2 separate regions of the Gossypium arboreum genome follow, and region 1 is linked to region 2. Evidence: chromatin contacts called from public Hi-C data. All regions are on one chromosome and are shown on one strand. The core of a region is the stretch at or near the end of the contact, and the rest is flanking DNA. Distances in the headings are between cores, read along the strand shown. Region 1 holds the start of LOC108459075 (fructose-1,6-bisphosphatase 1, chloroplastic). Region 2 holds the start of LOC108459687 (laccase-7-like).

What was found. Hi-C and Micro-C count contacts between places; a contact is called where the count stands out from the background.
Region 1: a contact with region 2 is called in a Hi-C map of leaf, with 3 times the contacts expected there. The contact joins the promoter of LOC108459075 here to the promoter of LOC108459687 in region 2. A contact is called at or near these places in 2 of 5 Hi-C or Micro-C datasets (both in leaf).

The regions. Positions count from the first base shown.
Region 1 is chr4:107,743,180-107,749,738 of ASM2569848v2, forward strand. LOC108459075 (fructose-1,6-bisphosphatase 1, chloroplastic) reads left to right here and starts at 4,131. Exons shown (of 4, transcript XM_017758439.2): 1 at 4,131-4,499; 2 at 4,614-4,838; 3 at 5,356-5,862; 4 at 5,968-6,336. The coding sequence starts at 4,131. The coding sequence ends at 6,039. LOC108457871 reads right to left here. Exons shown (of 7, transcript XM_017757057.2): 7 at 6,119-6,491. The coding sequence ends at 6,439.
Region 2 is chr4:107,583,762-107,590,379 of ASM2569848v2, forward strand. It overlaps LOC108459687 (laccase-7-like), which reads left to right and starts at 1,813. Exons shown (of 6, transcript XM_017759088.2): 1 at 1,813-1,963; 2 at 2,326-2,477; 3 at 2,874-3,118; 4 at 3,244-3,372; 5 at 3,477-4,439; 6 at 4,722-5,084. The coding sequence starts at 1,838. The coding sequence ends at 4,852.

The DNA.
Region 1 (6,559 bases), core at 2,881-5,380, 160 kb after region 2:
AATTTTCTCTTTTCTCCCTTTCTTTCTTTCTTTTTCTCCCCTGCTCTCTGCTTCGTTTCATTCTGTTTCTATTTCCTTTCTTTTGTTTCTTTAGTTTATATATATAATATAATATAATATAATATAATATAATATAATATAATTAAAACATAAAATATTTTTATTATATAATAATATAATAATATAATAATATACTAAACATAAAAAAATCTTAGATTTTCTTCACGATAAACCGCCTCAATTTATACTTTTTGCATAATTACCCTTTTAGTCTTTTTTATTTTCTTTTAATCTATAATTCGACTTTCACACTTTATTCAATTTGGTCCTTTTACTTAATTACTCTTAATTAAATTAAATTTACTTAATTAAACTCTAATTAACCACTCATTTTACTTCGTAAATATTTTTAATAAATATTTACGAATCCATTTTTCGAAACGGAGACCGAAAATACACTTTTTTCTAGAACAGTAAATTCAGATCATTACAATCAGATCAGACGCACGACTCCGCTACATACTATTATCTTATCAACTGCAACTCGCTTGTTCAGCGGTCTACAGCATTGCATAGTACAGCACATACGCTAGCCCTGCTGCGTATTATTATCTGAGTGGCTTATTCCACATATTTGGTGTGTAGGGTTGGATAGGCCTTTCGAGGTCCTAATTGGTGTGTTTGGTTGGATGAGCTTTAGCAGCTCTTTTGAGGTGTGATCGGGGGATAGAGAGGTGTGTTGGATGGATGGGTGGGTTTTTATTTGACTGCATTTCATTCGAATCTGTCTGTGATTTCTAACTGTAGAATTAGTTATTTGTAATCCATTTGTCTGATTAACATTTGTGCTGAGACTAATGTGTGAACTTCATGTGCTCTGATTGTTAAGTTCTGCTGGGACGTTAGTTCCAGGTGTGCTTTCTGACACTGTGAGTAACTGAAAATCTGTTGTGCTTCTGATTTGAATTTTGTACTTCTGTTTTAGCTTTATTTTAGACTCACACTGAGCTCGAGTAGCTCACCCCCTCTTAGTGTTTCCCTTTCAGGTACTCTCTTCTGAATTTTGACGCTAGGCTCAGTATGCAGAGGTCTCAGACAGCTTGGCCAAAATTCAATACAAGTTATATTTTAAGCTTTTATTTGTCATTCAGATTTTGAACTGTAAGGTTTTGTAAAACTGTGGTACAAATTCCAATTTAAGTTTTAGTCATTTTTATTCTAGTTTTATTTATTAAACTTAACTGAAATTTTATTGTTCGAGTTTAATATGACGTGATAACTTATTTTTGTAAGAATTTACCTACGATCACTTCGGTGATCAATTTAACATCCTGGATTCGGTCTAAACTTTTAGGTCGGATTTCGGGTGTTACATATCTCACCTTGCAAGTCTAACCATTTTTTTTTTCTAATAAAATCGAAAAAACAACGAAGAAATAAAGAAAACCCCAAAATACAACAATTGAAATGAAATTTTAAACAATAAAAAAGCAAGAACTCTAGAAGAACAAAGTAGTTCCAGAGAGGGTAGAAGCCCAAATTTATAGATTTTTCAATTCTCCCTCATAAATGTACTGTTTTGGGTTCGAAGGCCATAACCAATAACATCTAACCACCTGTGCAATGTCTAATGCCCCTCATCATGGCCACTTTTCCTAGAAAACTATGCATTTATGATAGTTATTCTAAAAAAGTCTAATGCCTCTTCAACTTCTTCAGTGGGTCAAACCATCATCCAATTTTGGATCATGCCTTACGAGAGGCCACTTAATAACCTCTTGTTCAACCCAAAGGGCCTATTGTTATACCCCTTCATTGTTTGGACACGTATTAACACCGAATATGTTGTTGACCTATACGTTGACTCATTCTCAAGCAATGCCTCAACAGGCCACTCGTCTTCAAAATCTCTAGGAAAGACCACCCACTCAATCTAAATAGAGGCATCCACCTATATTTAAGTGTGAACACTCTTCTAGTGTGAATGCGCTTCCAAGACACTAAGGAGTATATTTAGGCATAAGAACCTCATACTGATAGAGACATATGATATACGCCCATGATTATCCTTTACACATTACATTTAGCGAGGCTAATTGTTTATCCTGCCATGCCATACTAACGGACAAGAGGACCTCTCCTATAAAGACCCTAAAGAAAGATAAAGAAGGGATCAATATTTTAGCATCCTAAGGTAACTTTGATCAATTATCTTCTTGATCAATTTGTCCTCTTGTCCCTGTTCCGACTCTCAGCTTCTTTAGGTGAACGAACCTCCATTGCACCACTTTGATCTCCTTCTTTTCTTCCTCCCTTGTTGTACTCGATATCAACAAACATATTAGAATCTTTTAAATTTTTATTTTTATAATTTCAAATATATATATATATGAATTTTATGGAGGGTTTAGATTTTCCTATTTTATAATTTTATAGGTTTTAAAATTTTAGAGAAAAAACTTTATTTTTATAATTTAGATTTTTTATAACATTTTGACAATTTTTTAGAATTTTCTTTTGAAATTTACGCTTTTAATTTTTGAACTACTTGTATGACATTTTGGATGCATATCTCGTTTGAATTGGTTGTATTTTTCATTTTAGTTTTTTAATGAAAAATACACTAAAATAACTAATGATGAAATGAAAGAATAAATACTAAACTAATTTTAGAAATTCTTCAAATACCGAACTAATAATTTTTTGGCATAATAAAAATTTTGGCCTTAATGTTTACATTTAATTCCTTTTAAAAGGAATCAAATTTGATTATCAACTTTTTAAAAATCCAAATTTGACCATCAATCTAGGAGTCAAATTGTTATTTTTTAACGAAAATATTGATTAAAATGTTAAATTTTAAACATGACAACTCATATGGCAATTCACATGTGCTTCATGTTAATTTTTGAATTATTATGTATTTTTATATATATTGAATTTTGAATTATTTTATTATACTTTTTAATATTTTTTATAATTATTAAACAATTTGTTGATGTGGCATACAAACAAATAGTGTTATGTCAACATAAAGAGCACGTGAACTGTCACACAGTTTACCATGTTAACATTGTTAAAAAATTAATATTTTAATTAGCAATATGTTAGAAAAACAATTTGACTATTTTTGAAAAGTTAAAAGCCAAGTTTAATTAAAAAATCAAAACCAAATTAACAAAAATATAAAAGTTAAAAGATAAACTTATCTTCTTTTTTTTTTTGTACAGTTTAGTTACATATTGGTTGGGCTTTAAAGCATCCATGACTTTTAACCCAACAAGATTTTGGAGAGAATTTCATGTCTGTAAGACCTATTATTTTTCTATTGTATGTATTTGTGTTCAGATATATCATTTTGGATTTACTATTTTTTAAATATATTTTATATATGTATATATAAATATTTATAAATATTAAATAAATTCTAAATATAAAATATTCATCAATTATATAAAATATCCTTTCAATAAACTTCATAAATACAATTTATTATTAAACAAACTTAAAATAAACAAATAAAAAAATTCCATAATTAAACAATAATATCATCTTATAACAACCCACCATCTAACAAGACCAAACTAAAAAAATTTAATTTTAAATTTTAAATGGCTTCTATCGGTCAATGTGGATAAGATCAATTAATACAATACTAAAATTTAGACTAAAACAAAACCTAAAGTTTATTGTTTTGGTTTAGTATTAGAGTAAAACATTCTGACGGACACAAGAAGTACCGATACAAATTCACTACCTTAGTGGAATTCCATGGTTCCAGAAACAGAGCTTTGAAGCCCATAACTAGTATTTACACCAACTAGGCTTTTTAACCAAAAACCCATATAAATGAGAGAGCTAAAAATAGAAACTTTGACATAATACAGGTGGGTCCTGGTAGGCTATATGGTGGATGCTATCTTCCATTTGGATTGATTGCAGGCATAATCACCATCACACATTTGTCAGCAACAAGCAGATAAGCAAACAACTGCCCAATTGGAAGTTTTAAACACACAACCAAAATTATAGAAAGGATCAGCGGAAAATAGAAAACTGAAAAAGAAAAAATGGTTCAGGCAATATCAACTTCGTCCTGTTGCAATATCCTCTTCTCAAAGTCACATTGATCCACCTCTCCTCATAGTCTTCATCGTTTCAATCACTACTCGCCAAGTTTCGCACACAGAATTTCCACCGGCGTTCAACGTAAAGCGGTGGAACTTCCATTGCCGGAAACAGTGACACAACAAGTCCAAAACAAGGAGCAAAGGAAGACCCAGTTTGCACTCGAGAATTTAACCTCTTGGCTGTTGAAACAAGAACTAGCAGGCAACATTGACGCCGAGCTCACTGTTGTTCTATCAAGCATCTCCTTGGCTTGTAAACAGATAGCTTCGTTGCTCCAAAGATCAAGCATTATTAATCTCACCGGCGGCCAAGGCACTATCAATGTCCAAGGTGAAGACCAGAAGAAGCTGGACGTTATATCCAATGAGGTTAGTCTATGTTTCCAATGGGTTTTATTTATGTCGTTTAGTAACATGAGACAAAAATAACATGACATGTTATGAAGTTTATTCACTAACCCAAGGTACATAATATAAGTTTAGTTGTTCTGCAACTGCCTAAGATCAAGTGGACGAACAGGGATTATAGCATCAGAGGAAGAAGATGTGCCTGTTGCAGTTGAAGAAACTTATTCTGGAAACTACATTGTTGTCTTTGATCCTATTGATGGATCAGCCAATATTGATACTGCATTAACAACTGGATCAATCTTTGGCATATATGGCCCTGACGAGCAATGCCTTATCGATCTTGATGATAACTCCACGGTAATCCTTTCATCTGTAAAGTCTAATCTTAAACAATAACGGTTAAAATACCATGGAGGCCCTATATTAGGAGTAAGATTGCATTTACCCCATTACTCAAAAGATTGACAAATTAGTTCCTATGTAATAGATGAAAAAGTAAATTAATTCTTCTATTCAAAATTTTATCCATTTCATTAATCTATTTACATCAGCATTAATCTAATGTACAAAGACTAGTTTATTCAAAATTTTAACTAAAATGACAAATTTACACATTAATATAATGTACAAAGACTAGCTTGTCAATTTTTTGAATAAATAAACTAAATACAATCTGACTTATATAGTACAAGGGCTTCCATGGTACTTTTACAGTCAAGAACACAATTAACCAGCATAAATTACCTGCAGTTTTGTATCCTACAGCTGCAACTAAACAGTGGAAGTGAACTGCAAAAAAGCAGTCCACATTTATTTAAACAAGGCCACTGTTTTAATCTCTTACCTAAATGGTTTCAACTCGTTTACAATACAGCTTGATAAAGCGAGAGAAAAATGCATCATCAATGTTTGCCAGCCAGGGAGAAATTTATTGGTTGCTGGCTATTGTCTATATTCAAGCTCTGTTGTGTTCACCATCTCCTTAGGCAAGGGGGTGTTTGCATTCACCCTAGATCCCACTTATGGAGAATTTGTGTTAACACATGAGAATATCAAAATACCTGAGTCTGGTAAAATTTACTCTTTCAATGAAGGAAATTATGACCTCTGGGATGACAAACTGAAGAACTACCTTGACCACCTTAGGCAACCAGGATCCAATGGCAAACCATACTCAGGCCGCTACATAGGTTGCCTTGTTGGTGAAATTCATCGAATGCTGCTTCGCGGTGGCATCTATGGCAACCCTAAGAACAAGAACAGCAAAAATGGAAATCTGAGGCTACTATATGAGTGTGCACCAATGAGCTTTTTAATAGAACAAGCTAGTGGCACTGCAATAGATGGAGTTCAAAGAATTCTTGACATCGTACCTGAGCAGGTAACAGCTTAAACAAGAACCATATTGGCTAAGAATTACAATGTTAACGGGAGTATGTCCTTGCACTAGACAAGCATTAATGGCTTTAGCATGTTATATTGGCAGGTACACCAACGTACACCAATTTTCATTGGAAGCGCAGATGAAGTTCAGAAATTACAGAAGTACTTGGCTTGAGCTGTTGAGCACCAACATATGGGTTTCAACCTTTTTGCATGTTATGGGCATATTTCAAGCACACAAGATGACGAGACAATTTTCCTATCAAGGATGACGAGAGAAGTTTTCAATTAAAGAATTACATGATTAGACAATCAAAATGCTATCAACATCTCCATGGTATCTTTAGTATCCTACATGATAATTAAAAAATACAACATTTGATTAACAATTCTTGAGTTTGTAGAGCATCTATGTTGCTCAAATTTTAAACAAAATCACATTGGCAAACATAACTTGATCTTTACAAAGAAATTAGCTTAATGCCATGTTAAAATGCTTGAAGGGTTTAGATATTGCTTGTAGTGAGTGCTGTACCGATAGTCAGCCAACTAGTCATCTTGATGGTAAAACCACTCAGTTTGTAGCAGAATAATTGTTTTTATCCGGAGAAGTTCTTTGACCTTTTGCTGCAAATTCAGGAAAAAGTGAACATGAATAAAGAGAAATATTAACCTTCAAAATGATGACTGTAGCA
Region 2 (6,618 bases), core at 563-3,062:
TTTCCAAATTTAATTTTATTTCCAAATTATTTAATTTTTTATTTATGTTGTTTCAATTATTTAATTTCTAAACATTTCAAAACTCCCTTGATTTCCGTTTGGAGACATGGGCATGACTATTTCCACGACTATTGACACGATAGAAATTTTGATCACAAGTTAAATGCGAGAGTTGATTATAATATCAGTCCCTAAAGACTCGACCCTACTACCACTCTTTACTACTATTTAGAGTTATTTTGTAGGAATTATTTTTTGTGGTTTCGACGCCCATCAATTATCTACGCTTAACCTTCTTTTTTTAAGAGTTTCTCAATTCACTAACTTAGAGTTGATACCTTTCAAAAACAAGGTATAATCTTTTACAACTCTCTATCTTTTAAATTGGTAAGATAACACCTCTTAGCTCTTTTCAATTTTTCTAGTAAAAAACCTCAAGTAATCTCACAAATAAAGAAAATAAAGAGCAAACAATGGAAGGCATCTCAAAGGTATTGGTTTCCAATGTTTAATTAAGCACTCACAAATATTAATAAATACTTGAAAGAAAAAAATGAACTCAACCCAACAAGTGTTTACAAATAGAATTTGAATAAAATGAGAATAAATAATGTGATCAATGAATATTTAATTTTTGATTGTTTGAACTTGGTTTTTGTTTTTTATTGAGTGTAATGAGACTTGATTTATATCCTCTTAATGGATTCTAGCAATTTGAAGTAGTTGGAGGAAGTTTTTAACTGTTTGAAGCATTAATTGCATGCATTAAAGTCTCTCTGCAACCTACGATAATACTAAAATTGATATTGATACTATTAAAGAAAAATAACCGCTAGAAACACTTTGATATCGATACCTCAAGATTAGGTATTGATATTTGCGCTTTTAAAATGTGTTATGTCTAATGACTTACCAATGTATAATACCTTACCTATGATATCGATATCTTAGATCAAGTTTCAATATGTTATCCCTCTGGAAAGTATTGTGGAGATTGTTTGAAGGGAGTATCAATATATACTTAAGGCAATAACATACATACTTAACTTTAAAAGCGCTTGAAAATAATTTTGAAACACTTTTAAAAAGTTGTAAAATTAACTCAAAATAAATCTAAAAAATTTGGAAACTCATTTTTAATATTTGTAACACATGAAAATATATAAAAAAATATTTAAACTAATTTTAGTTTCAGGGTATTTAGAGCCTGCACGATAGCAATAGCGAGACACTAGCCAAAGGCTGAGAATGAGTAATAAACCCGGAGGTTAGGTGTTGACGCATTGCATGTGCCAGCAGCTCTTCGATTTGATTTCCCTTTAATTACCTCAGTATTGCACTGCAACTAAATTCAGATTACCCCATGGTTATGAAAGGAAGCTAGGGTCAATTCTGATCCTAGTATGAAACACTATTCTGATAATTAATTTCAAAAGGATGGGCTTCAACAACCATGAATCTTTCATTGTTTAATATATATATTATTAATATGTTTGAAGTAAAAAACTTCTTTTGATGGCCAAACTTGACCACCTTGATAACGAAGGTTGGACTGACACATTGGCTTCCCAGTTCATAAAGAAAATATTTTCCCACTCGTTTTGGCTAGGTTGTTAAGCAATTGGTATACCCAAGCTAAGACCTCCCCCTTAATATTTAATTCTCGATATCGTAGGGTTGAGTTCACATCTTTATTTCAAATAAAAAACGATTTCCGCAAGTTAATAAACTATCCCCGAAATATGAAGAAAGTTCCAAGAGGAAACCTCGTGCACTTGTAATATAAATTGAAGCCCTTTCTTCAACCTTTGCATCTCACTCCTAGCAAAGCATTTCCATGACCTCTCCCTCTGTTATTTTTTCAATCGAAATGGGGCGCCTTGTGTTCTTGTTTGCTTCCTCTTTGCTTCTTATGGTGGCTGCTACAACAGTTTCAGCTGCAATAGTGGAGCACTCATTCAATGTAATGGATTCTACTTTTAATCATTTTCCTTTAGAATCCCATGCTGGTACAAGGTTTAGAGTTTCAACTCAAACAAATCCATGAAACCAGAAGGGGTGGTTTTATTTTCACACTTCTCCCAGTTGCCATCATTTTATATCTTACCTGTGTTCTATGCTCGTTGACTTTATACCATCACAAAGGCCGTGGCTTTTTAAACACACCCTTCACATTCCTTTACTGATATTTTCTTTTAACCATTACAGTTTGAGCTTATAGGCAGACTCTATTTTAACCCTTCTTTTCCCATTTTTGAAGGTTAATATCATAATATCATATATGTTTACCATGTCCCTAAGCTTATAATTTGAATTTGCTGGCAGGTGCAAAATTTGACTGTTAATAGGCTATGCAACCGTCATGTGATTACGGCAGCAAATGGCAGACTCCCTGGCCCAAGTATCCGTGCCCGAGAGGGTGACACACTGATTATTCATGTCTTTAATAAATCACCTTACAACTTGACTATTCACTGGTAAAAACCTTCGTGGAATACAATTGAATTTACTCAATTTTCACCGTTAGTATTTGTGAAATTATTATTAACTTATTCCTCAAAATGTGGTCTTTTTGTGACGAAAACGTCGATTGTCATACTTCATCAGGTCGGCTTCCGTTCTGGTTTTATTAATTAGAAAAAATTATTCTCCTTATTAAAATACCATATGGGATGCAATTATGCAATCGTGTATCTTATACCCATGTGGTCCATTTAAAAAACAAAAAAGAAAAAATTCATGTGAACCATTTTTTCAACTACTACTGATTTAATACTAATTAACTAAACTCCAAATAAATTTATTACATGATTTTCTTTTGATATGCATTTATATGATTTAATTATTTTCTAACGGTTATGCTGCTTGATCAGGCATGGAATTCATCAGATGCTGAGTGCCTGGGCAGATGGACCTGACATGATCACTCAGTGTCCAATTCGCCCCGGAAATAAATACACCTACAAATTCAAAATCATTAGACAAGAAGGAACCTTTTGGTGGCACTCTCATACCTCCACGCTCCGTGCCACCCTCTATGGTGCAATCATCATCCGCCCCAGAGCTGGCAACTCTTACCCATTCCCCAGGCCCTATAGGGAAGTTCCCATCCTATTAGGTATATATAGCCACCGGGAACCCGAGATCTTACATTGAATTCATTAATTATCATGAGAAAAGATATATAAATGTTCCATGGTTCTAAGCCTAGGTTTTAGCTAACAAATAGGAATGCCTTTGCAGGTGAGTGGTGGAATGGTAATGTCGTTGATATGGCAAACCAGGCTCTAGCCCATGGCACTGGTCCTAACATTTCTGATGCTTATACAATAAATGGATGGCCCGGTGATCTCTATCCATGCTCTCAAAACCGTAAGTAATTACAGATTCATGATCTCCTTGCTTATACGCGTGTTTGATATGTTGTACTGTAGCAATTAATATTCCATTTAACTTAATTTAATTATATGGTTCAGAAATGTACAAGCTTAAGGTGAAGCAAGGGAAGACCTATCTCCTACGTATTACCAACGCTGCAGTCGATAACAATCTCTTTTACAAGATAGCCAATCATAAGATGATCGTTGTGGCCGTTGACGCTCGTTACACCAACCCATATGTCACTGATGTCTTGGTTGTCGCCTCTGGCCAGACGATTGACATTTTGCTAACCGCGGATCAGCCGATTGGGTCGTATTACATGGCCGCTAGAGCTTATGCAAGTGCGGCTGGTTTAGAATTTGATAGTACTACAACGAGGGGTGTCATCGTTTATGAGGGTGCACCGTCTTGGACTTCGAGAACGCCGCTAATGCCAGTATTACCGGCGTTCAATGACACCCCCACGGCTCATAAGTTTTCTACCAGCCTTACTGCTTTGGTCGGTGGGCCTCACTGGGAGCCTGTCCCACTTAAAGTGGATCATAAAATGTTCGTCACCGTTGGGATGGCGCTCGATGTCTGCCCATCAAACACAACTTGCCAGGGTCCACCTGTTGGGGCAAAGCTCTCGGCCAGCATGAACAATGTATCCTTCGTGCCACCTAGTAGCTTGTCTTTGTTGCAAGCCTTTTTCTTCAATGTCGGAGGAGTGTACACCACTGATTTCCCTGTCAAGCCTCCAGTTCAATTTGACTACACCAACCCTAGCATTAACGGCGACCTACCTCTGTTATTTGCTCCAAAAGGAACCAGGATCACCAAGCTTAAGTTCAACTCCACTGTGGAGATGGTGATGCAGAACACAGCTATTATTGGAGCGGAGAACCATCCCATGCACCTCCACGGCTTTGATTTCCATGTATTGGCGCAAGGGTTTGGAAACTTTAACCCTGCCACTGATACACTGAAGTACAATCTATTCAACCCCCAAATCCGCCACACTATTGGCGTACCTGTTGGAGGATGGGCTGTCATCAGATTCGTAGCTAATAATCCAGGTTAGTTTTCTAACATCGATCATTTACTTTCTTTAAAAGGAAAGAAATTCCCCGAAATTGTCAAAGATTCGGATTTGAAATAAAAAGTCCAGCTCGAAATCAATCTTTGACTTAATTCGGTTCTGGAAAATCTGGATTATCTTTAATTGCTGGCTTATGTTAAGGTCAAGGATGGAAGTAAAAATGACAGTTTAACTAAGATCCAACGGATTTGGTTTATCTTCTTCTGTAAACCCATGAAAGCTTAACATATTGTTGTTTCAATTCATCTGAAATGAACAGGTGTTTGGTTTATGCATTGCCACTTCGACGCGCACTTGCCAATAGGCCTGGCCACTGCCTTCGTGGTTGAGAACGGACCAACTCCGGAAACAACCTTGCCTCCGCCGCCAGTGGATCTTCCACAATGCTAGACATTATTTGTTTATTCATTATCGCAGTAGTTAACGTTCATTTTCAGGATGAAATATTCTTCGTTTTCTTTTATTATTCCTCCGGAAAGGATTTCACTGACACTATTCTCAAGGCAATAGTTGTCGTGTAATATTAGTTTTCTTTTTCTCTTCTAAATTTTTTCAAAGTTACCGATGTGTAATAATAGATGATAAATGAAATTCACCTCTACGATTTTGTTCAAACTCAAAACTCTATAATGTATGTGTTAGAGATTTTGTGTACCTTATTTATAATAAATTTATTTCTTCGCATATCATTTTCTACCCTTTTGGTGTTGTTTGTCCCACTTTTATATTTGCTAATATTCTTTGTATACCAATTACATGCACTTCTATCCCTCCCGCACACCTTAAACTTTCAATGGTTTTTTTTACCATACAAAATATTCCGTGATAAGTTGTATTATATTAATAAAATAAAATTATGGATTTTAATTTTAAAGATAATATTATTAAGAGGAGTAATTATAAGTTTATGAAAAATTAATTTTATGGACTATAAAATAGATTTGAATGATATATTAATTATACTAAAAAAAAAAAGAGAAACGGAAGAGTCTTGATACGATATTTAATCCCATATCATTTAAATATTTGAAAAGAGTTTTAACCACTACTTTAATTAAGTTCTAACAATTTTAAATAATTTAATCATTAAAACAATAAATTACACAATCCATCCTTCCACTTTAATAAATTTTCATTGTAATCACAAAAATGAAGTTTTCAAATATAACACTATCGTTAATTTTATGATTTTAATCACCCTCTATTAAAATGGGTTAACATAAATCCTACATAGAATTTCTGTAAATAATAACTAAATTTAATAATTTTCATCTAATATTAGAATTTTTATGTCATCATTTACCCTAAACCCCAAAATAGTGAAATTGCGGTCATAAATTTCAAACATATTAAGCTATATGTGAGTTCTATACGTATTTTAATTCAAAAAGTTTCATTATGTATTTTTTTATATATTTTGATTATCAATCATATAATATTTTTAATAATTATAATATATTATTTATAACTATATTTTAATTTTTTAAATTACCGTAATTTTATAACTTAATAACTTAAATTAATTAATCGGATTATTGTTTGTTTTATGGAAAAAGTAAAGATTAGGAAATTAATATTTGAATTTAAGAAGTCAACAACTGATTTTTAATTTTAGACTAATATGTTTTCGCCACAAATTCGGAAGGCTTCAATTTTAATATATTTTTATATCAAATAATAATGATTAATTTTAATGTTTTTATTAAAATTTTGATATATATCTATATTTATGTAAAATACTTTGAGTATAAAAATAAATGATTGAATAATTGTCTTTTACTAATAAAAATAATTTAAAAATCAAGTGACAATTTCATAAAATTGGAAATTACCTATTTGTTTGATAGGTTGAAAAATTAAGGCTTAAGGGTGTAGAAAATCTTCAAACTTTTCCAGAAAATAGTAATTAAGCTTTTTTTTTTCACTCAATCGGGTACTTGAACTGTCAAAATATATAGAAAAAGCACTCAAACTCTGTAATGTCCTGAAATTGAGGTTAGAAGAATTAAGGTTCGCAAGTAAGTCAGTAGTTTTATTTAGACTTTTTTTTTTCTTGCATTTTAAAGTTAACAATGAGTTTAGTGGTTCAGTGGTTATGTTTTTTTATATCTTAGGTCTCAAGTTCAAGTCCCCTTGTGACCTTAGAGGAGGTTATT